7 separate regions of the Mus musculus genome follow, and all the other regions are linked to region 2. The links are chromatin contacts, called in public Hi-C, HiCAR-type and promoter capture Hi-C maps. All regions are on one chromosome and are shown on one strand. The core of a region is the stretch at or near the end of the contact, and the rest is flanking DNA. Distances in the headings are between cores, read along the strand shown.

The links. Promoter capture Hi-C pulls out the DNA fragments that hold promoters and counts their contacts. A called contact is a pair of places that touch in the nucleus more often than the background predicts. HiCAR-type assays count read pairs that join an accessible place to other places. Capture Hi-C pulls out chosen DNA fragments and counts their contacts.
Region 1: a HiCAR-type map of astrocytes shows a contact between it and region 2, with 4 times the contacts expected there. The contact joins the promoter of Tagln3 here to the promoter of Gtpbp8 in region 2. A contact is called at or near these places in 3 of 39 promoter capture datasets (the C10 cell line, cranial neural crest and hippocampal neurons), 5 of 115 datasets of contacts at active chromatin or transcription factors (the 230-238 cell line, astrocytes, embryonic forebrain and 2 more) and 1 of 9 other capture datasets (adipose tissue).
Region 3: a promoter capture Hi-C map of liver shows a contact between it and region 2, with 4 times the contacts expected there. The contact joins the promoter of Qtrt2 here to the promoter of Gtpbp8 in region 2. A contact is called at or near these places in 3 of 39 promoter capture datasets (the C10 cell line, liver and pre-B cells).
Region 4: a promoter capture Hi-C map of erythroid cells shows a contact between it and region 2, with 4 times the contacts expected there. The contact joins the promoter of Atp6v1a here to the promoter of Gtpbp8 in region 2. A contact is called at or near these places in 3 of 39 promoter capture datasets (cranial neural crest, erythroid cells and maxillary cranial neural crest), 2 of 484 Hi-C or Micro-C datasets (both in embryonic stem cells), 2 of 115 datasets of contacts at active chromatin or transcription factors (bone marrow-derived dendritic cells and effector CD8 T cells) and 1 of 9 other capture datasets (adipose tissue).
Region 5: a Hi-C map of cerebral cortex shows a contact between it and region 2, with 2.9 times the contacts expected there. The contact joins the promoter of Cd200 here to the promoter of Gtpbp8 in region 2. A contact is called at or near these places in 5 of 39 promoter capture datasets (the C10 cell line, embryonic stem cells, hippocampal neurons and 2 more), 3 of 484 Hi-C or Micro-C datasets (cerebral cortex and cortical neurons) and 2 of 115 datasets of contacts at active chromatin or transcription factors (astrocytes and embryonic forebrain).
Region 6: a promoter capture Hi-C map of liver shows a contact between it and region 2, with 4 times the contacts expected there. The contact joins the promoter of Abhd10 here to the promoter of Gtpbp8 in region 2. A contact is called at or near these places in 7 of 39 promoter capture datasets (the 3T3-L1 cell line, 3T3-L1-derived adipocytes, the C10 cell line and 4 more), 2 of 115 datasets of contacts at active chromatin or transcription factors (the 230-238 cell line and astrocytes) and 2 of 9 other capture datasets (adipose tissue and liver).
Region 7: a promoter capture Hi-C map of hippocampal neurons shows a contact between it and region 2, with 5 times the contacts expected there. The contact joins the promoter of BC016579 here to the promoter of Gtpbp8 in region 2. A contact is called at or near these places in 6 of 39 promoter capture datasets (the C10 cell line, the SN4741 cell line, cranial neural crest and 3 more) and 1 of 115 datasets of contacts at active chromatin or transcription factors (forebrain).

The regions. Positions count from the first base shown.
Region 1 is chr16:45,722,189-45,725,874 of GRCm38.p6, forward strand. It overlaps Tagln3 (transgelin 3), which reads right to left and starts at 2,343. Exons shown (of 4, transcript NM_019754.3): 1 at 1,939-2,343; 2 at 735-909. The coding sequence starts at 2,118.
Region 2 is chr16:44,744,029-44,747,819 of GRCm38.p6, forward strand. Gtpbp8 (GTP-binding protein 8 (putative)) reads right to left here and starts at 2,335. Exons shown (of 6, transcript NM_025332.3): 1 at 1,971-2,335; 2 at 1,367-1,465. The coding sequence starts at 2,309.
Region 3 is chr16:43,888,052-43,891,527 of GRCm38.p6, forward strand. Qtrt2 (queuine tRNA-ribosyltransferase accessory subunit 2) reads right to left here and starts at 1,625. Exons shown (of 9, transcript NM_001356329.1): 1 at 1,516-1,625. Ccdc191 (coiled-coil domain containing 191) reads left to right here and starts at 1,851. Exons shown (of 16, transcript NM_027801.1): 1 at 1,851-1,987. The coding sequence starts at 1,940.
Region 4 is chr16:44,137,199-44,141,255 of GRCm38.p6, forward strand. It overlaps Atp6v1a (ATPase, H+ transporting, lysosomal V1 subunit A), which reads right to left and starts at 2,061. Exons shown (of 15, transcript NM_007508.6): 1 at 1,764-2,061. It overlaps Naa50 (N(alpha)-acetyltransferase 50, NatE catalytic subunit), which reads left to right and starts at 2,593. Exons shown (of 5, transcript NM_001347239.1): 1 at 2,593-2,913. The coding sequence starts at 2,906.
Region 5 is chr16:45,407,340-45,410,978 of GRCm38.p6, forward strand. It overlaps Cd200 (CD200 antigen), which reads right to left and starts at 1,714. Exons shown (of 6, transcript NM_010818.3): 1 at 1,517-1,714. The coding sequence starts at 1,528.
Region 6 is chr16:45,741,119-45,744,903 of GRCm38.p6, forward strand. It overlaps Abhd10 (abhydrolase domain containing 10), which reads right to left and starts at 1,837. Exons shown (of 5, transcript NM_172511.4): 1 at 1,659-1,837. The coding sequence starts at 1,773.
Region 7 is chr16:45,652,286-45,655,821 of GRCm38.p6, forward strand. It overlaps BC016579 (cDNA sequence, BC016579), which reads right to left and starts at 1,833. Exons shown (of 6, transcript NM_145389.2): 1 at 1,616-1,833. The coding sequence starts at 1,756.

The DNA.
Region 1 (3,686 bases), core at 1,093-3,592, 980 kb after region 2:
CTAAAAGGGACTTGAAGCCTTATGACTATTGGTCACTCAAATCCTTCAGCAATATCTTCATTCCACGTCATTTTCCCCAACAGTGGTGGATTGCTATCTATATATGTCCAGAGATAAGATCCAATCTAAGTAGCTTTGTGAGATTCTTCTCACTGAGTCAATTCACAAATGCGAGTGAAAAGTCATTTAGTAGTCTCCCTGAGCAGACTACTCATCTAGAAGATACAGTCACCATTCTCTAGATAATTGTTTAACAGAAAGATGGAGTGCTGTTTTTCTCCCTCAGATTGAATGACAGAGGAGCACCAGATGGCTTTGTCTGTAAGCCCCAGTGATGGTGAGTCAGGAGAACACTCACTCACTCCTGCCTCCTTTCTCTTCCACTAAGTGTGATTTGTGATGGAAGGCCGACTAGAGGAAAAGACATGCGTGTAGCCAGTTCCCTTCTTCTCTGTGGACACTTCCACTATCACACTTAGCCACTACTTGGCTGAGGTTCTTGCCCTAGCCTCAATATGTGTCCTTCTGTACGACAGGACCCCTACCCAGAAAGCATCACAAACAGGAAGGCCAGCACTGTCCCTGGGATGACAGCTGAGAACACACTTCCCCTCCCCCAAGCAGCACAGGGAATCCCTGTGTAAGTGGCTTTTGCAAATAGAGGACAGAGAAAAGAAGAGGTACTGGGACAAGAGTCCAGGGGAGACAGACCTAAAGCCAGGAGGGCAGTTTACCTTCCCAGAGATCCACTGTTTGAAAAATGTCAGTGGTCCTGACACCATAGACCTCGGCAGCTTTCAGGAACTGAGAGATTTGCTCCATCTGCTTAAAAGCCATCTTTGACTCTGAGATCTTGGGGATGGGTTCTTGCCCTGGTGGATATAAACTGTTTATCAGCTTGCACAGGACCTAAAAAGGGAGTGTGGGGGACAGAGGGTTAGTGTGTTTCCCTTTGCAATAAATGTCACAGGTCAGAAGTGAGTGGTGCATCTACACACACACACACACACACACACACACACACACACACACAGACACACACCCACACCACAGAAGACCCCCAGGGAGCCCATTCACAGACAATAGCTGACCACAATCTTGCAGCCAGAACCTAGTTCCCTCCTTGAAAATCCTGGATGATGAGGACATGATCTCCCATTCTTAATGGAGGATGCATTGGAGGCTCACGGGGAACCGGGAGGATTCTGATCTGCTCTCTGGGATCTGCTGTTTTCACTAACTCATCCTATCTAAGTTTGTGATGCGTCAAAGAACTGAATTGGGTCTTCTCAGAGACTCTTAGAAGCCAAGCCCTACGATGCCCAACAAATAGGTGGGATAGCAGTTATGTAACAGTAAATCACAGCTTGCCAGAAAAGATGGGCTTCTTTGACTTAGCTCAGCTGTCCTCCTGGAACCCAAACACACAGTATCTGGACAGAAAGGCACTTATCACATAAGGATTCCCTTCCTGTTCAGGGGAACTCATCTGCTCAAGAGATCCTGAGCACCTCCAAGGGATACAGCTTCCATGGAGGATGACAAGTTGGCTAGCCTGACCCCCTTCCTTTGTTTCACCGTGTAACCAGCTGGTTCCCTTGGGGGTAAGAACAGCCCAAGAAGGCTAAGGAGATCACACAGCAGCAGCGCTTAGCCCTACTCTGAATGGAAACATCAAAAGGGCTCCAGTTTTGCTTACAGCTCAGAAGGAAGCTTGAGTCTCATATAGGTGGAGAATCCTCTAAACTAGCTAGGAAATTGTGCAGAGAGCCCTCAGAATTGCAGCCAGCCCTGGAGAAATAAAGGCATGCTCATCTCTCCCGGTGAGACCCAGACCTTGGCAACAGGGGATCTCCCCGGGCCTCACATGGAAAGAAAAGGCCCTAGCAGGGTTTCCCTGCCCAGCGCCCCAACAACCAATATCCTTGCCCGCCTTACCGTCCCGTCCATCAACCATTTCTGAAAATGGGCCCTGCCCGGGGGCGGGTGCTCTATATCCTCAGCACACTGCAGGATGATCCAGTCCACCAGCTTGTTCTCCAGATCCGCGTCATACTTCTGCTCAATCTTCTCCTGCACCTCTCGGCTTAAGCCATAGCTCGGACCCCTGTTAGCCATCTCTGGAAGAGAAGAGAGGACACACGCGGCATCCACACAATAGCAGCCACAGGAGCCCCCGGGTTTCCTGAGAACCCGGCTGGGATGTGGCAGGGAGGCCGAACCCAGCAGCAGCAAAGCGGGCAGAAAGCCGGGCGTGGTTTAAAATCAAGGAGCCAATGAAGCCAATGGGGTTTCACCTACAAACGGGAAAGAAAAGCGCAGCCACGCGCCGCTCTGGACTCTAGAATAAAGCCCTGGCCAGCCCACGGGGGGCTGGAACCCCCCTTTCTCAGTCCTGCCTGTCAGGCAGACCGGATGATGTACATGGGACTCATTCGTGAGCATAAGCCCCCAGACAGACGGTGGGTGGTGGGCGATGGTTGCTTGCTTCCGCTCTCAGCAGCACTTTGCTAGAGATGCCCAGAGCAGGTAATTAACAGGCGGGAGAAAGGATGTCTCAACATTACGCCGCGGATGGTGCAGGAGATTGGAAGCAAGGCGCCCTGGATTTGATTTTCTCACGGCTAAGGAGGGTCAAACCAGGGCTGTTGCTAAGAGCGCCCCAAAACCAGCCCTCTCCTAGACAGGCCAGACCGCCTGCCTCCCGCTGGGAGCTTCTTTCTCTGCCGCACAATCCTTTCTTCTCCTCTGGGAAACCCAGCATTGTATCTGAGGCCCCACACAGCTGCCTGAGGGGACTTGGGCCTCTGGGAGGGTCCATTCTGCTAAGTGCCCATCTGCCAGGAATAGCCAAACCACTTTAACCTTGCACTGAAGGGACAGTTGTTACAGGACAGGATGGGGTCGGGATGGGGGTGACACTGGAAGCTGCAACCGTTTACTTAAGCTGTCAAGGCAGTTCCATCCAGAAACTTCCAACCCGTAGAAAACCTCTGGGCTTGGTTTGGCTCTATTCAAGGGATAAGTCTTATAAATGTTACTTTAAAATAAAATATATAAGACAAATTTTCTAATTAAACAGAAGTCTCTCCGTACCCTAAAAGTTTTGGTAGGTTGCATTCAGTGCACAGATATTCATGCAAGTAAAACGTTCATGAATATAAAATAAATATTTTAAATTAGTATTTTTTTAAAAGGTGAAAAAGTCTTAGAATCAGCAAGTAAACTGAGACTGGAACGTCAGACTGGCTCCAGGTAATAAAACACTGCTTTGCAAGGGTTTGAGGTTAGAGTTTTCAGTAATTTTAAGGGTCAGTTTGTAAATTCTGTCATCTTTAGTTACTGGGTTACATAAGTAAAAGTGACAAAGATGAAGTATCCAAAATGAATTGCTCTTTATTTTTGTTACACTTCCCAATAATTTATATTCTTGAAGATATTTGTATTCAAGTCTCTACAGAAGATAAACACTGTATAATTGTATGGTCCTGGGCTTTCTTCGCCACATTGCTTTCAGAGATGCCACAGCGGAAGTTTGAATCTGGTCCTGATGAGAATCCATATCCCAAGGATGGTGGCAAGTGCCAGCAGTAAAAAGCCAGTTATTAGGCACTTACCAACCTCACACTAATTTGCCATGCAAGGGAATTCGAATATTTTCAGGAGAAAGAAAACCACCAGATCAT
Region 2 (3,791 bases), core at 1,085-3,584:
GAAGTAGCCACCAATGATTAAATCATAATTAAATCTTTTCAATTTTTCAAAAAATATGCTTAGCTTAAAAACTTTACATTTCATATTAGAAATACACAGACAAAATATTTTAGGATCTTTCCTATTTTGCTGTCTGTGAAAACCACCCAGATTAAGGCTGTGTTTGCCATCAGCCAATTCTCTGATGAGCAATGTATACAGAGGAATAACTTAAAAGTGCTGATCAAACATTTATTCTATCACAAAGATTCTTATAACACCCAGATCCGAAGTCTGACATTCATCCTCTGCAGACTAGTGTTTCTGTAAACCAAGATGTTTTTGCATGTGCAGTTTAGTGTCCTCATAAATAATTTTTAAAGAATGTACAACCCCACAATTACAACAGTGAAGTTAAAATTGATGCAAAGATAACACAATGTGGCTACTTGCGCTTTTGCATTCATGAAACACGTAGGAATCAGAAAAGGAAAGACAAACTAGAGTCAATTGTTTGGTATAAAATATCAAAGGAGAGGGCTTTTCGTAAGCGATGATTAAGTTCTTGGTTAGCGTCTTTGTCTGTTAGAAAGTGTTTTTAGAGTTGTGTATTTGAGAATGAAAAGAATACACCTTCTCTATCATTCTCTTATACAAGAGTGGGATTCGTTCTGTCTAGAATTCACCGTTTAGCTGGCTTCTGTGGTGAGGAGGAAGAGTGGTGAAGGATGGAATCCCTGTGATGAAACCAGAGACGCTACTCCATGAAGTGGGAAGGAGAAAGCTAGCTTCATGAAAGGGCTTAAACTTTCGCGGGTGAAACAGTGAGGGTCACAGCTGGTGGAAGTGTTTTGTCAGATGGACACTAAGGTAAGTGGGGCCAGCGGTGAGATTTCGGAAAAGGTTCTTTTAGGTACCAGTTGGCTGCATCAATGAAAAGGAAGGAGAAGAAGGAGAGGATAGCAGAAGGGCAGAAGATCAGAGCTATCTGTGAAGAAAGGCACAGAGTGGCCTTGGGTAAAAGAATACACACATCTGGAATATACACAAGAATATAGAGGACAAAGCAACTTAAACCCTTTTTTCCCTACAACCAATGTAGAACTAGACATTCATTATTATAGAAGAAAACAGCAATAAAATACTTAACTTTGTCAACTAAGGAAAAATTTAGAACAACAATGCTTTCCTTTAGATATTGGCAAGACTACTAAAATCAATTCAGCTATACTTTTGTTTTTCTCAGAGAATATACAGACATTAATGATGTCTTACCTTATTACATATTTTTTAAAAAAATTCTTCTCTAGGAACTTAGCAATTATGATCTCTTGCATCTGCCAATACTTAGGTCTCATTTTATAAATTCAAGAGATACCCAGCATACCGGTTTTTTTGAGATCCTGACTTCTACATCAGGGGCCAGGGAAAATAAGGCCTTTATCAAAGAGGATTTTCCAACATTGCTTCGGCCTATGAAACACACCTAGTATGAGAGAGAGGTAGGGAGAATGGAGTACTTAGTATTCTCAGGGCTGAACAGTGGCTTATTTATTACATGTTGTACTTTCGGGGTTGGAGACGTGGCTCAATGGTTAGGTGCGCTTGCTGCCAGAGGATTGTAGTTCAAGTCCCAGCCAGCACGTATGGCTGCTCCCAACTGCCTGAAACTCCCGTTCCAGCGAGCACTGATGTCTTTTTCTGGGTTCTGAAGGCAACAGGCATGTGGTACACAGACATACATGCAGGCAAACCCACATAAACTAAAATGAAAATATAAAAGCACGGGCGGCTCTTCCGGAACACCGGAGTTGGATTCCCAGCACCCACACTGCGGCTCACTGCGGTCCTCCACGGGCACCGCACACGAGTGGCGCATCCACACGGAGTGTTTTCTTTTGCTGTTACGAGCTCTCTCGCTGGGTGACAGGAAATGAGCACAGGCCGACTCAGGCTCTCGCACCTACAGTAGACCCGGCGGTCAACCTCACCTCCGGCTGCTGCAAACTCGGGGCGTGGTCGAGGCGGACGGCGGAGCTGAGGTACTCGATGCGGTTCCGGGCGGTGGCCTCAAAGATGCTCTCCGCCCGCCCGATGTCCTCCAGGCTCGGGTCGAAGAGTCTCTGTTCGATAAGGCCAGGCCCCGAGTCCGCGGCGAGGTGCTGCCCCAGTTCCCGCAGCGGGTACACTACCTTCGTTAGCTGTTTCTGTGGCAGCCTTAGCACTTCTGCGAAGGCAGGGGACGTGCTGTAAACCCGGGTCCAAGGCCCCAGTGCTGGCGCTTTCTCAAGGAGCCTTCCCATTCTATGACTCAACCTAGCCGCTGCCATTTTCCTCTCCCAGAATCCTCGCGACTGGATTTTATTAGTAGGGTCTGGACAGCGCCAGACAGAAAGCTCGCTGCCGCAGCGCCTGCTGGGAATTGTAGTTTTCTAGGGTCTCCTCACCTGCTCAAGCTTCTCACCACCTCCGGGCAGAAAGGGGGAAACCCCACTGACTTTCTTTAACACCTTGGCTTTACCAACTATGTATCAGATTGGCGTGTTCTGGTCTTCAGCGGTTTCCAGATGCGAAAAACTTACCTTGTCCTGTGATCTTTGAGTCTCAAGGGAAGGAACCATAGGGACAAACTAGTGGATTCCAAGCCCGCTTTGCCTTCTGTTTCCGGTCGTTTTATCGTCGATTGACATTTATCATAAGTTCACGTCACCGAGAAAAACACGTTTGCAAAATTAAATAAGCTGGTGAGAAATGTGGTTGGAATTGCAACTCGTTTTCAGAGAAGGGACGGTATCTCTCTGACAGGCAGAGCGTTGGAGCAGCAGTTGAGAACTGACAAAGATCCATAAACCAGAAACAGAACTGGGAACAACTGGAGTCCTTTGAAGCCCCCAAATACACACCCCCTTCCTCCAATACAGTCATACCTTCTAATCCTACAAGGCCCCACTTTCCAACCCTTTCCAAACAGTTCCCTAAACTCGGGAGCAACTATTCAAATGGCTCATGGGAGCCATTCTCATTTAAACCACCACAAGCATTTAATCATTCCGTGCCCTGTCACTCCATTATTTTCTTTTTAAAGCATCTGCATATAGCAGGCACATAAACTTTAGAGTCAACATATGCTGTGTTTTCCATGGACACTTGTAATCAAACTCTTCCCTAGTCTCTACTGTAGGCAGAAGATCAAAGAGCCAGAGCCAGGTTGACTCCATGACAGGCTGTAAACTGGCAGTTTGGGAGTCTAGGCCTATTTCTGTTTCCCAGAAATGAGGACCCAGATTCAGGAGCCCATGGCCATCCAACCACAGCTGCAGACAGCCAATCCAAGGGTGCCTTACCACCTTGGAAAGTCCCCAGAGCCCTAACAAATCACAAAGGACTCATATCCCTGGAGATAGAGCCAACTAATCAAGAAAAAACAAAAGATAAAAGACACCCACTGCCACCCTAACAGGCTTTAAACTGACCCTGCAGAGCACACACTGGTGTCTCCATTCTTAAATGGAGCGACCTTTGCATGCCGAATTCTGCTGAAAGACGCTCTTTGCTGTTGCATATTATTTGAGTCTGGGGTCTCATTCTCTGGGGGTTCTCAGACCCTAACATTAGCATCGTGTTCCCAGTCCTCCTTGTCTCTCACCTAGATTATTGGCATAGCTTCCAAAATCTAGCTGTGTATCATTGCTTGTTTCTCCTTCAGGTATATTCCCAATGTAATGGCAAACATGATCCTGTTAAAATGCAAGTGAAAATCCCCAACATCTTCTAGTCTCAAATGTAACGTAGCCCACTGATGTAAGAAGCAA
Region 3 (3,476 bases), core at 375-2,874, 860 kb before region 2:
ATTTATTGGGTACTTACCATGCTTGATACATTAACTACATTAACCCTCAAAACAAATACAACACAGACCCTACTCACCTTTATTTTATAAACTAGTCAAGTGAAGCTAATAAAGTCGCTGTGGGGTGTGAGTAAGAATGGCCCCCACAGGCTCATATATTTGAATGCTTAGTCACCAGGGAGTTGTACTATTTGAAAGGATTAGAAGGATAAGAGTTATGGACTTGTTGGAGGAAATGTGTCACTGGCTTTTAGGTTTCAAAAGTACATGCCAATTCTCTTTGTTCCTATGGATGAGAATGCAGTTCTCAGCTACTGCTCAGGCGTCTGCCTGCATGCCAACATGCTTCCTGCTGTGATGATAATGGACTAAACCTCTAAAACTGTAAGCAAGCCCTCAATCAAACGTTTTCTTTTATAACAGTTGCTTTGGTCATGGTGTCTCTTCACAGCAACAGAACAGTGACTAAGACAGTTACCAGTAGTAACTGGCAGAGTTGTTACTGGAATTATAGATGTATTAGTTTTAGAGGCTATAATATAGGCTAGTGGCTTAAAAGAAACTGAAATTTGTCAAATACAATGTTTCCATATTAACTGTGATAGTTCCCATTTTGCTACAGTGTAATTGTTCTTTTCCCATCTTGCCCCTCTACCTCTAAGCCATCTTCTCCAAATTGACAGCCTTTCTCCAGACTCATCCAAACATTTAAACACACTTGTTCTCCAAAAATGGACACACACTGTATTATATGCACTTCTCTGAACTCTGCTTTTCATTCAGGAAAAAATAGGCACACCTTCCAAAAAATCGCCATGAAACTAACTCTTCCAAAAGAACTAACTACCATTGAGACAGCGGAAAGTCTGAACGTAACACAGCCCATTCAACAATGTTCTTACTGGTTCACACTCAAGTTAGAGGGCAGGTGCTAGGTCTATGGGGCACAGCTTTCCTTATCATATTTCCACCAGTTTATAGTTTGGTTTAGATTCCCTGGCAGAATGTTTTACACACGTTGCTTTTTCAATCATTACAATACTCCCAGGGTTTAGGTACAATCCCATTTTGCCAGTAAGTAAGCTGAATTGCCAACAAGTGGCCGGGTCCAAAGCTCCAGTTCTGAATTTCTGCCCTGCCTTGAAAGCACACACGCCTTCAGTGGGCTGTTCATGACAACATCCAGGCATGGCTATTTAGATTCAATTTTCCCTTAGTTCCATTAGCCATCCCAGGAGCCCTAGACTTTCCTATTCGTATAGCTTCCCAAGTAACTGCTAAACTCAGAAAAACTTGCAGCTGAGAAGCTCATTCTCTGGCAGAGGCCAGGAGAACGGAGGTCCTTTTCTTTCTGAACTGTAACTGGCAATCACACTGGGAGACTCGGAGCTGGCAAAAGCCTAGACCAACAAGAAACCAAGTAATGACGAGGTGGGAACAAGACTGCAACGCAATAAAAAAAAAAAAAAAGTGGGCGCTATTCACCCTCCCTCAACAAGGAAAAGGAACACTCACCGGTTGATAACACAACTCCGCACCCTCAGGACCCTTAAACTCTTCGCAAGAGATAACACGTGTTCCGACTCGTAGAACCCTTGGCCCACTAAACCACGGTCTCCGCCGCAGAGCCAATCCGGAATTTCTGCGTCATCACCAAGCGCCAGAATTACGCAAAGGCCCTGCTAAAGAAGCCCAGTGACCTCCGCCGATGCCATAGTAACAGCGTGAAAGCAAGCTTCCCGCGCAACGCCTCCTGGGAGTAGTAGTTCCGGAATGTCTGACCCCTGTCTAGCTGCTAGGTGGCAGAACTACAACTCCCAGAACCACCTGAAAGCAGTCTGGGAGGAGGCGCAGTTGTCTCTGTTGTGGCCGAAGTCTAGGCCCGAGAGTGCAAAACGTGCTGCTGGCGCCCCAGGGAGGGTCCGCCTCAAAGAAGAAGATGGAGCTGAGTCGCTGGAAACGGTTATCAAGGAAGCTGAATCTCAAGGTGATCCCAGTCGGGAGCTTTGAGGAACATGGGCCGGCCCTAGGCGCCACACAGTCCTGAAGCCAGCCGCTTCCCGCCCTGCGCTTCCTCACTCTTCCCCCGGGGGCATCCTTACCTGGCCTTGGCTACCCTAGAGCCTGCACAGCCCTAGGTAGCGTGATTTAAGGAGCCAAAGGGTCTGTGTACTCACTACTGTGATGGGCTGCATCCTGTAAGGATTATTTCTATCTATGGAGAGGTCTCCTAGTGTCCATCATGGTGAGGGGAATTTGCCCCTAATCCTTACTCTGCCACCAATTTTAGGAAACTTTCCGCACATTTTCTTCTGCCCCCTTCAAATCTGAGTTAAGGGGTCTTTAAAAGGAAAAAAAAAATCATCACACGAAATTCTCTGACGTTATCCCTTATATCTTTCCCTTTCCAGTTTTACACAAGGTATCTAAAATGAACCCAGAAGTCCAGATGGTTGTATCTCAATACTTTATCCATATGGTTATCTCTAAATTTCACGAGCATTCAAAGTTAGAGCCTCCCTGTATCTCTTACCTCTTCTGTGTATTAGCACCTAAAGGCATCAGGAGGTTGAGGAAGAATTGGGGTGGGGGTGGGGGGTAATTAAAAATAAAAGAGACACCATTTAAAACTTGGAACATTACAAAAGTCACAGCCATGCAAAGTCACAGCCACACCAAGTGTGCCTTCCAGAATACCTCTTAACAGTCACAAAAATAGATGCTTTAAATGTAAAGGAGAGTATTGAAATGGAGGGGCTTCAGCTTTCAGCAGCAGAGCAGTTTCACCAGCTGCTCTTACCTTTCAGTTTTACTTTCCTGTAAAAAGAAAAAAAAATCCTCTTAGACGAGTGGCTTTTGTGGGGGCCCCAGGTAATCATTCTTGTGGGTTATCCTAAATATAGCAGCTGTGTGCACAGGGCACATTCCGCTTAGTGAAAACCATGCTCCAGATACCAGAGGGCACAGGCCAGAGCATTAGTGAGTGGAAACTGAGGTTGCTCCATTGCATAATAGATGGGGCCCGAAATAGCATATGAATATAGATTTGATGATGCAAGGCAAAAAAAAAAAAAAAAAAAAAATTGGGACAACTTAGAACTACAAAAAGAGGGATTTTTCCCCCCTGATAGTGCTCATTATTACTGTCTAGAGGATAAAGTAAAATCCATGAGCGCCTTGAAATTCAACTGTGTTTGAATAAGATCAGCTCTTTCTTTGTTGCCATGACAGTTATTTAGACAGAACAGCTGCATTAATTGTGTGTAAGGTGAGATGAAGGTGAAGTGTTAGGTAAGTGAGGGAGGATATTATACCCTTTACAGCAACTTTCTTGTGCCAGTTGATTGGTTTCTTGTCCCGTTGTTTTAAAAAAAAAAAAAAACAAACCCCGAATATTTTTGCAAAGCAAATCCCCTTGCTTACTCAGTGGCTGTTAGAGTTCTGTGAGCTTCTGGATGTCAGAGAACAGAGGAGGC
Region 4 (4,057 bases), core at 811-3,310, 610 kb before region 2:
TGCAAAATCACTTGGGCAATATTGTAGTAAAAAGTATCAAATAGGCCAGTCTTTCTTTTTTGTTTTTTGTTTGTTTGTTTGTTTTGGTTTTTTGAGACAGGGTTTCTCTATATAGCTCTGGCTGTCCAGAAACTCACTTTGTAGACCAGGCTGGCCTCGAACTCAGAAATCCGCCTGCCTCTGCCTCCCGAGTGCTGGGATTAAAGGCATGCACCACTACGACTGGCTTAGGCCAGTCTTTTTATCTTGTTAAATCGTTATGAGTTTAAGGTTTTAGCTTTTAGCTCTCAAAAATAAGAAAATCTGGAAAGGGGGGGGGGGGAGCACCAATCAATGTAAGATAATCATTCCATCTTTTTCCTATTTTTTTTTCTTTCTAGTATGAGGGTTGGACCCAGTACACCAAGCTTACATGGAAGCAAGAACCATATCCCCGAGCCCCCAGCAGAGTTTAAAACAGATTCCTCAATTACATTGCAGAGAACTAAGATTTAACTGAAAATCTTATTTCCCCTAAGAAAATGTATCATTTGGGTTATAAAAGTCAAATCTGTGATTTTGTAAGGCCTTCGGCTTCAAAACAAGGAACGTTCTAAGTTTGTAGCACAAATAAAAGAGTTTAGCCCCAAACTGAAGAACATTCCTTCAGTCAAGTACATTGTTTGAGGTTTAAACATTGGCTACTACGGTGCACATAAAATGGAGTACAAAGGGTTGGGTAACCCTAGGCAAAACCATTTCTGTATTTTCACAAAATATTATGCACTCTCAAGTCTGAGAAGGGTCACTTGAATTTTTTAACAAATGCAAAAGCGAATTAAGAGCACAAGCATTACTTCACAAATTTTAAACTGACTGGGAAGGGCAATTATGTAGGACTTAAAAGAAATGTCAAAAAGGAATGACCCACAGGCAGAAAACATGAAGTCAGTAATGTCTAGACTCGATCTTCTAGTCTTTAAACTATACACACATGGATTTGGATTAATGATGTTTTCAGCCTGATCAGTTTCCGTAAAATTACTTCCCCTTCGGGAAAACCTCGTCACTTTCCCATAAGCTAGTCTGGGTCTCCAGCCCAACAAGGCAACACCACCTTTCATCACCTTCCCAACCAACCGAGACTGTCGCATTACCAACACCCTGTTCTGAGGAGAGTACAACCACCTTCTCTCCGAAAAAAAAGGTGTAAGGCCCGCTCTTACCCTTCCAGTCTCATCTGAAGACTCCCTGAACCTCTGCAAGGATGTCGGCAAACCCTTAGGATCACTGAGAACGCACATTTGTGGGGAAAGCCCTTCAGTGTGACTCTGCAGTGAGGGCCATCTCAGTGACATCCCCTCCCAAGCCTGTCTCACCGGAGACGCCTCTGCCTCCCGGGGTTTTCCTACCATCCGGATCACCCGGGCCATGGCCTTTCCCAAGGAAGGAGTTTAGGGGAATGGGATCCGTCGGTTGTTGCAGACCCCCAAGAAATAGCTAACACAATCCTACCACCTGAATCAGCCCCAAAGGCTCCAAATAGGGAACCATAATGGCCGTACTCGCTCTCAACCCAGGGAAAAGGTGGGCATCATAATCCCTAGTCAATGGACCACGGTGATGGTGAAGGGCCAGGGGTCTAGCAGAAATGAGCTCCTCGCCCGTGCAGGAGGACAACGGAAAGGGAGCCCCAAGCATCCGCAGGCCGCGATTCACACACCCTATCTGCTCTCACCCTGTCAATCGTCCCCACCAGCCACGAGTTACCTGTCGCACCTCACCTGCCCGGGCTCGAAATGCAGAAAGTGTACCTAGACGGGACCCAGAGGCTCTGTCACTGAGAGAGGGGAAGTCTTCAGCTGCAGGAGGCGGGCCAGTCCTAGCTAGTCATGTGTCCTCAAGCCCCACCCCGCTTCCCCTCGCCCGTCACGCCGCGTCTCGCAGGCTTAAATCTTTGCGGACCGCCTTGGATGTGAATGGTTCCGCGACTTCAGAAAAGCGTTAGTTTCTTTTTCTTTTCTTTTTCTTTTTTTTTTTACAATGACGGGGGTTACAGAAACTACAGTACAGAAGACGAGGATGGCAAGGGTTAAAGTGCATTGCTAAGGAAGTGACGCTAAGTCACGCTCTAGGGACCGGAAATGGCCATGAGTCCCGCCTCTAAGGCCCCAGTAAAATCCTGGGCTGGAAGACGTTAAGCCTATCACGTGATTTAAAAAAAAAAAAACCCTGTGAGGTTTGCCTGCTGGAGGATCGCCAAGTTATCCGGACCCATCACTACCTTTTGAATTTAAAACACATTTACTGCAAGTTCCCATGGGCTTTCTTACATTGAGAAGAATCCGTTTTACAAAACCCTATTAGTCGGCCAGAGGGTTTGAAGGTCACTGGAGGGCTAGAAAGGAATCGGGGTGGGGGGCGGGAAAGGCTGATCCTGCTGGCTTGAAAGCGAGAGAAGGGTGGAAAGATCCGGATTTTGCCGCCGGAGCCTACCAAGCCAGATCCCCTAGAGAGTGTCGCAAAGGGTGGGAGGAGCTAGCGGGCCGTAGGCCCGGCCCCTGGAGAGCGGGGGGCGGGGAATCCTGGCGGCGCGGAGCACTGCGCCTGCGCGCGACGCGGCGGCCGCGCCGGCGCGTTGAGGGGCGGGGTGAAAGGTCACAGCGCGGCGGCGGGTCTGGCTGGCGGCAGCTGCGGGCGGGAGCCGAGTGTCCCGAGTGCACGTGTGGAGGAGCGGCGGCGGCGGCAGCGCGGCGGCAGATTTCCCCGCGTCTCCCGGAGCCTCAGGGCCTGGCTTGGCTTCTCAGCCAAAAGACCGGCGTGTGGGGTTGAGTGGTCTGAGCTCAGGGCGCGGGCGGAGAGCTCCGGGCGACGAGGACGACGGCGTTGGCGGCGGCTGTAACGACGGCCTCAGCAGACGGGGAAGATGAAAGGGTGAGGAAGGGCAGCTGGCGGGGGTGTGGGGGGGACCCCGGCGGCCGGGGCCCAGGAGAGGGGCGTGGGTCGATGGACAGGGAGAGCGCTGCGGGGAAGAGACGCGCGCGAAGCCCGGGCGGAGGGTCATGGCCGGGCTTCCCCGGTCCCGCGGCTCCCGGAGGGGGGCGGAGGCTAGGCCGGCTGTTGGCGGGCTGAAGGGCCGACGGAGGCAAGGGCGCGAGTCCACGGTTTCACGTGTGTGCACCGCCTGAGATCACGGGGAGGAGGAATGAGGCGCCCGGGGGCCTCTTCCCGGGAGCGCACCACCGAGCCACCTGAAGGTGCTCCTCCAGATCCGGGAACGGCGCTGTGGCCGCGGGCTTTGACACGTTGCGGGTTTTCTTAAGACTTGTGGGCCGTGCAGAACCTTCTGGAGGGAAAAGGAATTGGAATAAAGAGCACGGGGGATGAGTGCTAGGAGCTAGTGACTCAACGGACTTGGGTTGGGTCAGAGCGAGTGGAGGAAGGCGGGCGGTCGGGAGGGGAGGGGGAATAAACTGGAGCGGTGTAGACTTTGGGGTGCCAAAATGTTTAAGGAAGTAGCCATGGATCAGTAGGTGGAGCTATTGCTTCAGTGGTGTGTGTGTGTGTGTGTGTGTGTGTGTTGCCCCCCCCCTCCAGTGCAAGGAGGAGAGCTGCTGCTTTTGCTCTTCGTTAGCAAAGTTGAGGTTTAATCTTGCAAATCTTCCGTAACATTAGAAGTTATTTTGGTTTAACTGTTCCCGTTTGATAGGAAGTATTTCCTTTCCATTGATTTATATACTGTTACAGTATTTAGCGTCGCGAGTTTTGGAGGTTGCCTTTACTTACAGTCATTAGAAGAAAAAAAAAGAAAGCTTAAACATATTAAACGGTCTTTTCTTTCTAAGTCAGCTGAAAATTATAACTACAGTTTCAGTTAGTTGTTTATTCAACATCGTTTTATGGAGAGCGAAGTAAGTCGTTTCTCCAAACAAGCTTGTTCTGTGTAAAATGAAGGTCCCATACCTCTGAAATGATTCTGAGAAAGTTTTGATTTTAAATCTAAATAGAAAACATTTTTTCTAAACTCTGGTTTGCTTTAAATGTTAGTTTTTCATTCGGTGTTTTTTGGGTTTTATTT
Region 5 (3,639 bases), core at 464-2,963, 660 kb after region 2:
AGACACATTATTTAACCTCCCTGGAGCCTGGGGGTGGGGCGGGGCGGGGCGGGGGGAAGACATCAGTACTAATCTCAGGGTTAAATGAAACATAGGTGGGAAACTGAAAAATCATAATGCTTCAATATCTGAAACTTCTGAGTACTGACAATGTTATAATGAAAAATTCCACACCTGCCATCATGTGATAGTTATAGTCATCAAGAGGAACTGTATAATCATGGCATTATCTGAGGGTGTGTGTGTGTGTGTGTGTGTGTGTGTGTGTGTGTGTGTGTGTGAGAGAGAGAGAGAGAGAGAGAGAGAGAGAGAGAGAGAGAGAGAGACCTACATGAAAAATGAATGAATTTCCTGTTTAGTCTGGAGTCCCACTCCCAAGAGATCTTATTGTGCATATGCAAATATACAAAAATCTTTATTAAATAGCATTTTTGAATGGTAAAGATCCTAGGAGCTTGCCTACTGCAAACCCAGCAAGTCAGTGCTGCAGCAATATCACAGGTGTGAGGTGACAATTCCACGGTTAAAACCCTGAAGACAGTGCCCAGAATTTAACGGATGCTAAAAGATTAACCAATCAAGAATTAACTAGAGAGTCCAATCATGAAGATTCAAAAAAAAAAATCCTCCTACAATTCTTATCAAGAAGGTGGATGTTCATTAGCTCCTGGGTCTTAGCTGACAACTCCACAGCTGCTAGGTGCATAGCCCCATTCCCCTATTCTTTCTAGGTCTGATTTTGTACCTTATTTCATTGCAGCCACAGAGACTTGGAGAGAAAAAAAAGAACCTCTCTCTCCGATTCTTTGTAAAACAGAAAGCAATTCCTTGTTTGAACATTAAGAGCATCTAGCTGACAGATCCACATTCCTCTTTGTTAAGAAAGGTAACACAAGTCGGTCTTTGTCAGCCTGATGAAAAGTGGTACCTGGGGTTTAATTGCGTTTAGATTCGCATTCAATTCTACCAATTCCGTGTGTATAAAGAATAAGGCGTATGACCACCCTTCCTTTTAAAATTTTCTGCCTTGTAAACAGTACCAAAGACTCAAAATGTCGGCCTCTCCTCTAAATACCTTGGCATTTAACAAGACCACTAAGCTGTGGCTTGCTCGCTGCAGTACTGCTAGATGCTTCATGGTTTCCTAGGCAAGGAGCAGAAATGCAGCAAGAGAGGGGGTGAGAAAGAGAGCAAGCGAGATTACTAGGCTACACCCCTGCTGCAGGTTAAGGACCAACATAGGGGACGCAAAGAGCTACTCCTCCCCTTCTGGGAGCCATGGAGCTCAGGCCGTGTTTTCGCAATGGAATCGCAGCAAGGAGCAAAGCCGCCCACCCTAGATACACGCGTTCCCCGGGCTTTCTCCGGCCGGTGCCTCCTTACAGAGCTCCGAGCCCCGGATACCACTTCTCCAAAGAACAGCTTCCTTGCTTTTCTCGCAGGCTCCACTGGCTTCTGAGAGCCGCGGCTCCAGATCGCCCATTCCGCCCTCCTTCGCATCTCAGATTCCACTCACCAGACTGCCCATCCTTGCTCTGGGCCGCAGCTAGACACCAGCTTCTCGGGGTCTGAGCTCTTCCACGATGGAGGATATCTCCGCAACACCTGTGAGCAGGGACACTACTATTCGCCGTAGAGAGAGCCCCCTCCACTGCACAGGCAGACTCTACAGCTCCTCTAGTGTGGAGGAAGAGACGACCAACCAACCACGCCCTCTACAACCTCATCCCTAGCCCCTGCCCCCGCCCCCGCCAGGTTCTCGCCTTTTAGAGTAATATAGCAAAAATGTGAAAGAATCACTCTATATTTTTTTCATTTTAGATTTATTTATCTTATTTTACATGTGTATGCATGTTTCGTCTGCATTCCCATCACTGGCCTCTCTCCCGTGCCAAATGGCAGTATAGGGTGACGTAGTCCATACAGAAAAATCAGAGTGGGAACTAACTTGAGTGGACAGTAATTTGAGTCAGAAACCTGGTGCATCCTGTGGTTCTGTACAGCAAAAGATAAACACGGAGAACAGAACAATAGTGTGTGTGTGTGTGTGTGTGTGTGTGTGTGTGTGTGTAGGGGGAAGGTAAGGAGCTTCATACAGACACCCTGGGGGAAAAAAAAAAGGAAAACTTTATTTTACGATTTGTTATATTAAAGGCCAGTGCGAGTGTGTGTGTGTGTGTGTGTGTGTGTGTGTGTGTGTGTGTGGTTACCAGGTACCTCATCTAGAGCTTTAGAGGTCCTAAGGGCTCAGAGTTACCTGTGAACACACTTCCTGAAAACCCAAAAGCACTTTCTTTCTGCTAATCAGATTGTCCTGCAGTATTCCTTAAAACAGATGAGAACCAAGGGACAGATCAAATGAGTCACAGGAAGCCCTGGAACTGAGGTTTTTCCTTGATGAAAGCTTTACAGAAACGATTGACTATATTGGTGACATTTCTGTTTCTGTACTAGAGTAGAAACCTGTGGAAAAAGATTTGTTGGGCTTATAGCTACAGGAGGAGAGTCTCTAAGTGACCAGGAGGCATGGTACCAGGCTGCCAGAGAGATCACATCTTCAATCACAAGTATAAAGCAGAGAGAGAGAGAGAGAGAGAGAGAGAGAGAGAGAGAGAGAGAGAGAGAGAGAGAGAGAGAGATCGAGAAAGAGAGAGAGAGGAGAGAGAGACTTGGGACCTACAACTGAAGGTCACCCTCTAAAACCTGACAGTGGGACCCATTGCTGAGGTCAACTTTCATTCAGCTCACTGAACATAGAGAGGCTAGAGCTGAGGTTTGGACTCTAGACTCTAGTCTCTCTGGTGTGAGAAGGTATTCTACAGACCATGAAAAGACAAACCTGGACACTAAACCTGCCTCTAAATCCTCTACCCACAATATGTCCTGCCTATGAGATTTTAGTAGAAAATGTGAGGGAGTGACCAACCAATGTTTAGTTTAACTTGAGGCCCACCCTATAAGAGAGAGCTTGTACCTATATTGCCTGGATGGTCAAGAACCAGATAATGGAAAGCCCAGAGTCCTAGGGTAGAACCAAACACAGCTGGGGAAAGAAAGAAGGAAAGAGAGAGAAAGACAGAAAGAAAAAGAGAAAGAAAGAAAGAAAGAAAGAGAGAGAGGGAGAGAGAGAAAGAGGGAGAGAGAGAAAGAAAGAAAGAAAAAGAAAGAAAGAAAGAAAGAAAGAGAGAGAGAGAAAGGGGGAGAGAGAAGAAGAAGAAGAAAAAATGGAAGGAAGAAAAGAATGATTCTTAATGACATTCTGCTATACTAATAGATTGGGGCCTTGACCAGCTGTCATCAGAGAGGCAGCAACAGATAAAATCTGGTTCAGAGACCCACAGACAGACATGTGGAGAGAGTCTAAACCAAAGGTCTTCCTCAAGTCCCTTCCCTCTGACTGCATCCTATTCCTTCTCAGTACTCTCTGCTGCCCAGATAGCACACATACTCTACCTTAGCCTCTCGAGTACTGGGAATACAGATGTGAGCAACCATGGGAGGTTATTTTTTATGTTGGTGCCAACAATACTCTTTTCTTATAGATGGCATTTCATAAGTATGCATGAGGACGTGTGTTTGTGTGTGCAAGTCATTCTATTGGGGTACCTTTGAATATCTTTCTCCTTGAAGCTTTCTCTA
Region 6 (3,785 bases), core at 587-3,086, 1.0 Mb after region 2:
CAAGCGACTGGCAACAAAGCACCATCATTTCCAGCATGTGGAGTTTCAGAAGGCCGCGCTCCTTTAAAGATAAGTTTGGATCAAGTATCATTCTTGGAAATACACTTCTCAAACAGCTCTCTAACTGGTGCGTTTACTTCTGTTGGCTGGCTTTTGGTAAATGGAACACATATATACCTTAGAACTATTTACATATGGCAGGACAAATGGGGAACCTTACAGGGCTTACTTTGCTGATCCATCTTTGCTAGTCCTTTATTTAAAAAAGAAAAAGATTAAGCAGTCTTACTAGCCCTTCATCTTGCTAATGAAAGCGCCTGGGTCTCTCCCATGTGTACTGCTAAGATTTTTTCCCATTTTTAATCTGTCCAGTTTATTTTCGAGAAAAAAAATAATGAGTAGAGAGTCTGACAGTGCACCCCAATAACCACACACACAAGAGCCACAGGCGGGGGGGCCACTACCATTTCCAGGTCACCTTGTTTTGTACAATGAGTTGTAGGAAAGACAGAGGCTATGTAGTGAAACCCTGTCTCACAAACATCAACAATCCATACCCCCGACCCCAAACACACACAAAGAATCAAATGCTTTAAAGTTATCCCTTGTTTGTGTCAAACAGATTCAAGGTTTTAGTCTCTGGAAAAATGTGCCAAGTTTAAAACTGGATTTAAAACAAGGCTACAGGGGATCAGTTTACTGGTCAATAGATTGTATCAATATTAATGTTCATTTTCCATTTCTTTAATTATATACTCAAAGTATCCTTTTATCCCCTTTCAGACATTACCTCCCAACAAATAAATTTCATTTCAGGCAGTTACTCTGAAGTGATGTTTGTTAGCTATAAAACAACAGATCCAACCTTCAATCTATAAATCATCTTTATATAATATAGATTAGCTGAAAGCCTGATGCATATATTGTCAATGAATACTGTTAAAGAAATTTAAAAATATATTTTACTCTTGTTATCGAACTGACATACTTGTGTGTGTGTATGTACAGTGTTAAGTTAAACCGATTACATACTTGAAAAAACTAAACTTGTTATATAATGGCATTAGTATTCCAAGCACTATGTAGCTATCTAATAGCTGTGTGGCAAGATGTGAAGAGGACACCAAGGATGTTATTTAAGGATAACTATACATGTACACAAATCATGTATTCTACGCATGTAATACTACTGATCCACATTTTAGCTTCCATTGTAGAGTAACTCCAATTCTTTAAACAAGAACAATCAGATATTAGGTCTAAAGACAGCATTTACATGTATATACATACATACTTTGTTTCCTCAAGTCCATGACAGGCAAGGCTAACCACTTGACATATATCCATATGAAAAGCTCTAGGAGCAGCTAATAACCAAACACATTAAATGCACATCTTATTTTTTTTCTTTCTGCTCTTGACGTTTGATTCAGAGGACGTAGGAACTCCTTAAATCGCAGTGTAACCGCTAACAAGGACTTCCAAGAACGCCGCAGGGCCTCAGCAGAAAAGCAGACTCCCCTAGCCTTGCCCAGCAGCGTTCAGTGCCGAGACAGCCAGAGCAGTTTTAAATGGCGCGCCAAGCCGGCTCCAGACGGGCACTGGACGGTCGCCGGGCCTTCCAAAGAGCCCCAGTGCCCCACCTTCCGTACACTAACCTGAGAGCCACCATGCCCGTGGGGGCTTCCGAGCTAGTGACGCGCTCAGGCCCGGGTGCCGGCCGAAGGACACAGCCGCCCAGCCCCACCTCCGACAAGGGGCCCAGGCCGCCATCTTCCCAGCTGCCCCTGCGCCCGCTACAGACGCGCGCAGGTCGCGCGGTCCCGAGGTCACGCACGCGCAGTCCGCGGGGAGCGGGGTGGGGTGGGGGTGGGGGTTGCTTACAAGCATCACGTGGGATTTGTTCACCTCCTCCCCCCCCCGCCCCCGGGCGCGGAGACGCATGCGCAAAGGTGCTGTCTGGGGTACTGCTGTCTCTACTGGGTTGTTCTGTCTCCCCCAAAGGGCATTTGGCTTGTGACATTGGGCGGCCTTGGCCGGTATTTTTCGCAGTAAGCTGCGGAAATGTCGGAGAGGAGCCAGGGTCAAATTGAGCGTGCATAGATGGGAAACCGTGTTATCATCCAGAGAAACCAAAGACCTGGGACAAAAATTGCTAGGCTTCTTGCCTTACCCATTCATTCCCTATGACTCCATTTCAGCTATGGGGGAAAGGTTTCCAAGAGGCGACCTTAATCTTAAAGTCACATCATTGGAGTCGCATCAACATTCTTTGATCTCTCCCAAACATTTTCCCACTCACCAGATTGCTGAAAATTCAAAGGAGCAGCCACAGGCAAAATTACTGAAAACACTCATTCACATATGGTTGCTTGATGGGTAACTATCTAAAGTCTTTTGTCAGGCAATCTGGCCATGTTATTATAATACACACAATTTTCAGTACGCTTTGAACTATCATGCCCTTTATGACTATTCTAAATATTGGCGCAAGACATCCCAAGACCAAATTCCCAGCACAAAAAGGAGATTTGCCCCAGAGACACAAAGGGCAGAGAGCAAAAGACAAAGACTAGAAATGGGGAGGAGGGAGAAGAAGGAGGAAAGAAGAGAGGAGGAAGGGTTTTTTTGTTGGGGGAGGGGGCACATAGGACTGCCTCTGAATCGACAGGAGACAGACATGGCTCATAGGAATATGGCTGTTTATAAAGGTTAAAGGGTGAACCCCATGTACGGATGAGGTGTTTAATTGGACAGGTTAGTTAGGACAGCCACAAGGGGGCTTTTGATTGCTGGACTTAAATACTTTGATTTCTGGACTAGGTTTAGCAGGAAGTGACCAAATAAGGGAATAGACCTTGGGGGCTACAGTTTCTAGCAAGGCAGAGGAAATGAGAGAGAAGGACCAGGCCTTCCAGAGACATGTTTGCCATGCTCAAGGTGGCTAGAGTCCCTTCAAACAGGAGTTCATAAGGCTCTGTGTTACCTTCAATAGCACCGTTTTGTTGTTGTTGTTGTTGTTGTTGTTGTTGTTGTTTTTTAACAAGGGGGTGGGGGAATGGCAGGGAAGGGGGTGAATCAATGGCAATAGAAAATAATTCAATTAATTGTGATACTAGGGTCTCTGGATTCTGACATCTTTCAAAATAATTTTGGCAGCCTCAAGTCTCACTAAGTATAGGACTTTATCTTGTCTATTCTGCTTGAAATTTCTGTACTTTGTGAAAAAAATATATGTTTTTATGTAAAACCACTTTATTTGTCTCAGTTTGTTTTGTCAGATTGAGGACCTAGGAAGGAAGGATTTTTAATTGGACAATTGTCTACACCCATAAGATTGGCCTGGAGGCACGTCTGTGGGGGGCATTTTCTTGATTGCTGATTGATGTAGGTGGTCCTAGCCCTCTGCGGGCCTGGATTGTATAAAATGTCAGTGGCTGTGAGCCTGGAAACAAGTTAGTGAGCAATATTCCTTGGTGGTCTCTGCTTCAAGCTTCTGTGGTGAATTTCTGCCTTGTCTCTCCTCAGTGATGAATATTTACCAGTAAGCCAAATAAACTCTTTCCCCCGTACAGTTGCCTTTGGTCATGCCATTTATTACAACAACAGAAGGAAACTTGGGTACTGTCCTTTTAGAGATTCGCGGGAACAGTTGTTGGTGCCAAAGACAAGAGCAAAGGGCAGGCACCGTGAGACAGACGCGTCTTTGGAGTTTTGAGAACATGAAATGGTAGACTCTGCCGGAGGAGCTTGATAGAGAAAGACAGAACAAACCTTTCCCTCTA
Region 7 (3,536 bases), core at 583-3,082, 910 kb after region 2:
AGAGTCAGAGACTGATGAACATGCTAGGGAAGGGTTTGAGGTTTTGTCCTCTCTCTTCTCAGTAAAGTGCTACCATTCCAGTATTTCTAGAACGCTCTTCAGGTTCTCTACCCTCACCCCATTCTATCAGTTATTGAAATTTTCCTATTTAGACACCTACAACGCCAAATTACAAGGAAGTCTGGCACATCTACATACGTCTGACTAACAAGGAAGTCACTAGGACACTGAAGCCTATTCTTTACAAAGCAGGTGCTACGCAAATGTAAGATTCTGATACCTGGTATGGATTTGGCGTGTTCTCAACTGTTCTCTAGGGCTCTCAGGGCCTAAACGGAGCATATGGTATTAACATTGTTTCACATAAATGGAGCATATGACATTAAGATTGTTTCACAGCGTCTCTGGGCTCAAACACTTTTTCCCCCCTGGAGAATGTCTCAATCTTTGGGGATGTACTGGGCCTGACTAACTTGAGGTAAGTATTTCTAATTCTCCTGCCCAGGCTCTGCCCTGGAGAATCATACAGAAAGTTCCTGATTATGGCTTCTTGCACTGGCCTTCAGGCATTACCTTCCGATTTTCACTCATCTGTGGTCTTATTTCATACAAACAGAAGGTGCCAACTTAGACTCCAGGGTACTCATAAAATAAGGCATTGCCACACAGTGTTTTCAGGAATCACAGTGGACCAAGAGTAATGTTTTCGAGCTTTGAATTCTACTAAAGTCAGAACTTGAGCCCAAGAGGGATGGGGGTGGAGTGGGGTGAGAAAAACCAGGCTAAAACAATGCGTCCAGAAAATTGAGTGTGCCCAGTAAAACTCAAGTAAACCTTTGGAGTTGATGAGAAGACAGGTGGCTCAGCATTCAAACTCTCTGATGTTTTACAAGTATTTGATCTGTGAGTAATGTTATGATATCAGAGAAGGGTTCAACCTACACACCCTTAAGGACTTCCTCAGAGATGAAAAGACAGTGAGGCTAGTTCTTAGGTAGAACTTAGAAAGTATTTCCCTTGTACTAAGCTGGCAAGTTCACAACAGTTCACAACCCTCAGTCTGGACGCAGCAGCTCTTTCCTCCTCGTGTTCTTTGCCTGCTTTTCTTCTGGAGGAAGCAGTGGCCAAAGTGGGAGATAACAAAATGTGTTTGAAGGTGGGGGGAGGGCGCGGAGGACATAGGGCTGGTTAAAGGTAGGAGACAGTGGATTGCACGCCCCTAGAGGTGGTGGTGGGGTGCTGGAAGGGAGAAAGGGGAGAGAGAGAAAGCGGAGAAGCGAACGGGGAGAGAGACAATATGATTCAATCCATCACTCTATTTTTATTTGGGAAAGAAAAACAAGTTAAAAGTTACATAATTTTCAAACAGCACCTCTACCTCTAAGGCTTTGCTCTCCATTGAAAGGAGCAGCCACGCCCCTCTACAGGATTCCTGAAGTCTCTAGGCGAGGTCCGAGTCTCATAATGGAGGGGTCTGATCTAAGAAATTCCAAAAGTTCTTGCTTTCTTTAACCTCCCCTTCTTTGCGTGTCCTGGGCGCTGGAAGGACGCTTTGGAGCCTTTAAGTGGTGCCAGGCCCCTTCCCTGCTGTCACGCCAGAACCCTAAGTCCTTACCTGGGCTGGGCTAGGGTCCTCAGCGGAGTTAGGCTGGATCCGAAGGTCATTGTTGAGAGGTGTCAGCTCTTCCTGAGGCCCGTCCAGCATCGAGAGCTCCAGCTCTTCCCGGGGCGATTGGGATCTGGACCCTTCTTCCATGGCAGCGCCGAAGACGGAGGCTCCGCTGAGAGGCAAGACTCTAGCACCTAAGGGTGCAGAGTCCAGCACAGGGAGACTACTCAGCTCACACTCCACCCACCAGGCGCGGCAGGTAGACCTCGGGCGGCGCCAGATAGGCCTGCGGTGGCGGACCTGGAGGGGAGGGGCGAAGCCAGAGAGAGTGGAAGCACTCCGGCTTTGGTTAGCTGACCTTGCTCAGGAAAGGTAGATGCAAGTGGGACCGGCTGTTTTTCAGGTTTGTTCAGGGTGCTAGCTGCAATGCCTTTCCGTGTGGATGCAGACCGCAGAAGCTCACAGGGCCTGATTGCAAGCTGGACTGTGGCAAGGAAGGGATAGGCAGGGTTGGGTGGGGAGGGTGTTGGGGGACGGGGGAGGGTGCGGTTCCGGAAACTTTCCAGCCTTCTACCTGGACCAGTGTGATGCTGAAACTTACTCCAGTACTCACTGTCTAGCGAGGGCTCATCTACCAAATCAACAAACAGCTATGAATCATCTTCCGTGTGCCAGGCAGCATGCTTGATTCCGAACACACGAAGATGAATAATACACAGCCCCGAAGTAATTTTCATACACTACCTCTACCTCTATGGCTTTGCTCTCCATTGAAAGGAGCAGCCACGCCCCTCCTGATTCAGGCACAGGGGCAGTATCAGTATCCCTTAGACTAGTAAGGGCAATCGGCACTGTGTGAGTTCTTCATACGCTTGTGTTTCTCAGCACAGAAGACAGTGACTCGCAGAAGCAAAAATTCATAAACATTACTGATTTACTGATTATTGTTTATCTTTGAGAGGAGGGGTCATGAACACCGCACCTGAAGAAAAGGCCCATGTGTCAGGAAGCATACAATGCCTTCCACACCCCATGCACAGCTCAGAACTGGCTTAGTGAGCCGGGAATTACGTTTGCAAAGCAAAGTGTGTATTGGGTATTGGTCCAAAGATCTTGCCTCTAGCTAAACCTTCTTTTCAGAACCACCATCCTCTCCCCATTTCCTTCCTCTCACATAGATAGTTATTAAGACCAGTTTGAGGATTCCAGAAATATTTGGAAATATCTCTTTTCTTTGCAGTGCTAGGGGCTCAGCCCAGGTATATGGCCCTACCCCTGGGTTTTATCACCAGTCACCAGAGAGATGCTGTTATTGTGATGTTTATCCTTAATCCCAAAGAAAGTGTTTTTAGAAAATTGAACTAAGTACTATGAACTGGAAATACTCATTATCACAGGGTAGTCATAATTTGCCAATCACTTTTACTAATTTGGAAAATAACATTTCCTGTTCTCTGTCCTTTCAATTCTACTTTCTCTACAGTTCTGTGCAGTGCTCTGAGTCCTGTTTAATATAGTGTTACTATTTCTCCTTTGAAATTCTTTTTCATCCCATTTTACTTGTTTGGTGCTACGGTTAACTCTGCCCTCTGACAGGAAAAATACGGTTCTAATATGGAGTGAGACACTCTCTAAATTAAGATAAATCAAGAACTGGGATGGGCTGAGCAAGTACTATAGACTTACAGCTATTCAAACCATGCATTACGAGGCTTTGAGAACAAATTGAAATCTTGGCCCTTTAAATTTTACAAAAACAACCAGAAGCCAGGAGATAGCATACCTGAAAAGTTTGACTTTCAGAACACTCACCCAAAATGCATCTGGCCTTTCACTGCTGGCCACCTGTGTGACCAAGAGCTCAGAGGTATGCCTCAGTCCACCTCTTACCATTCTGCTTTCTGTCGCTTAGTGAAGATTGGAAACC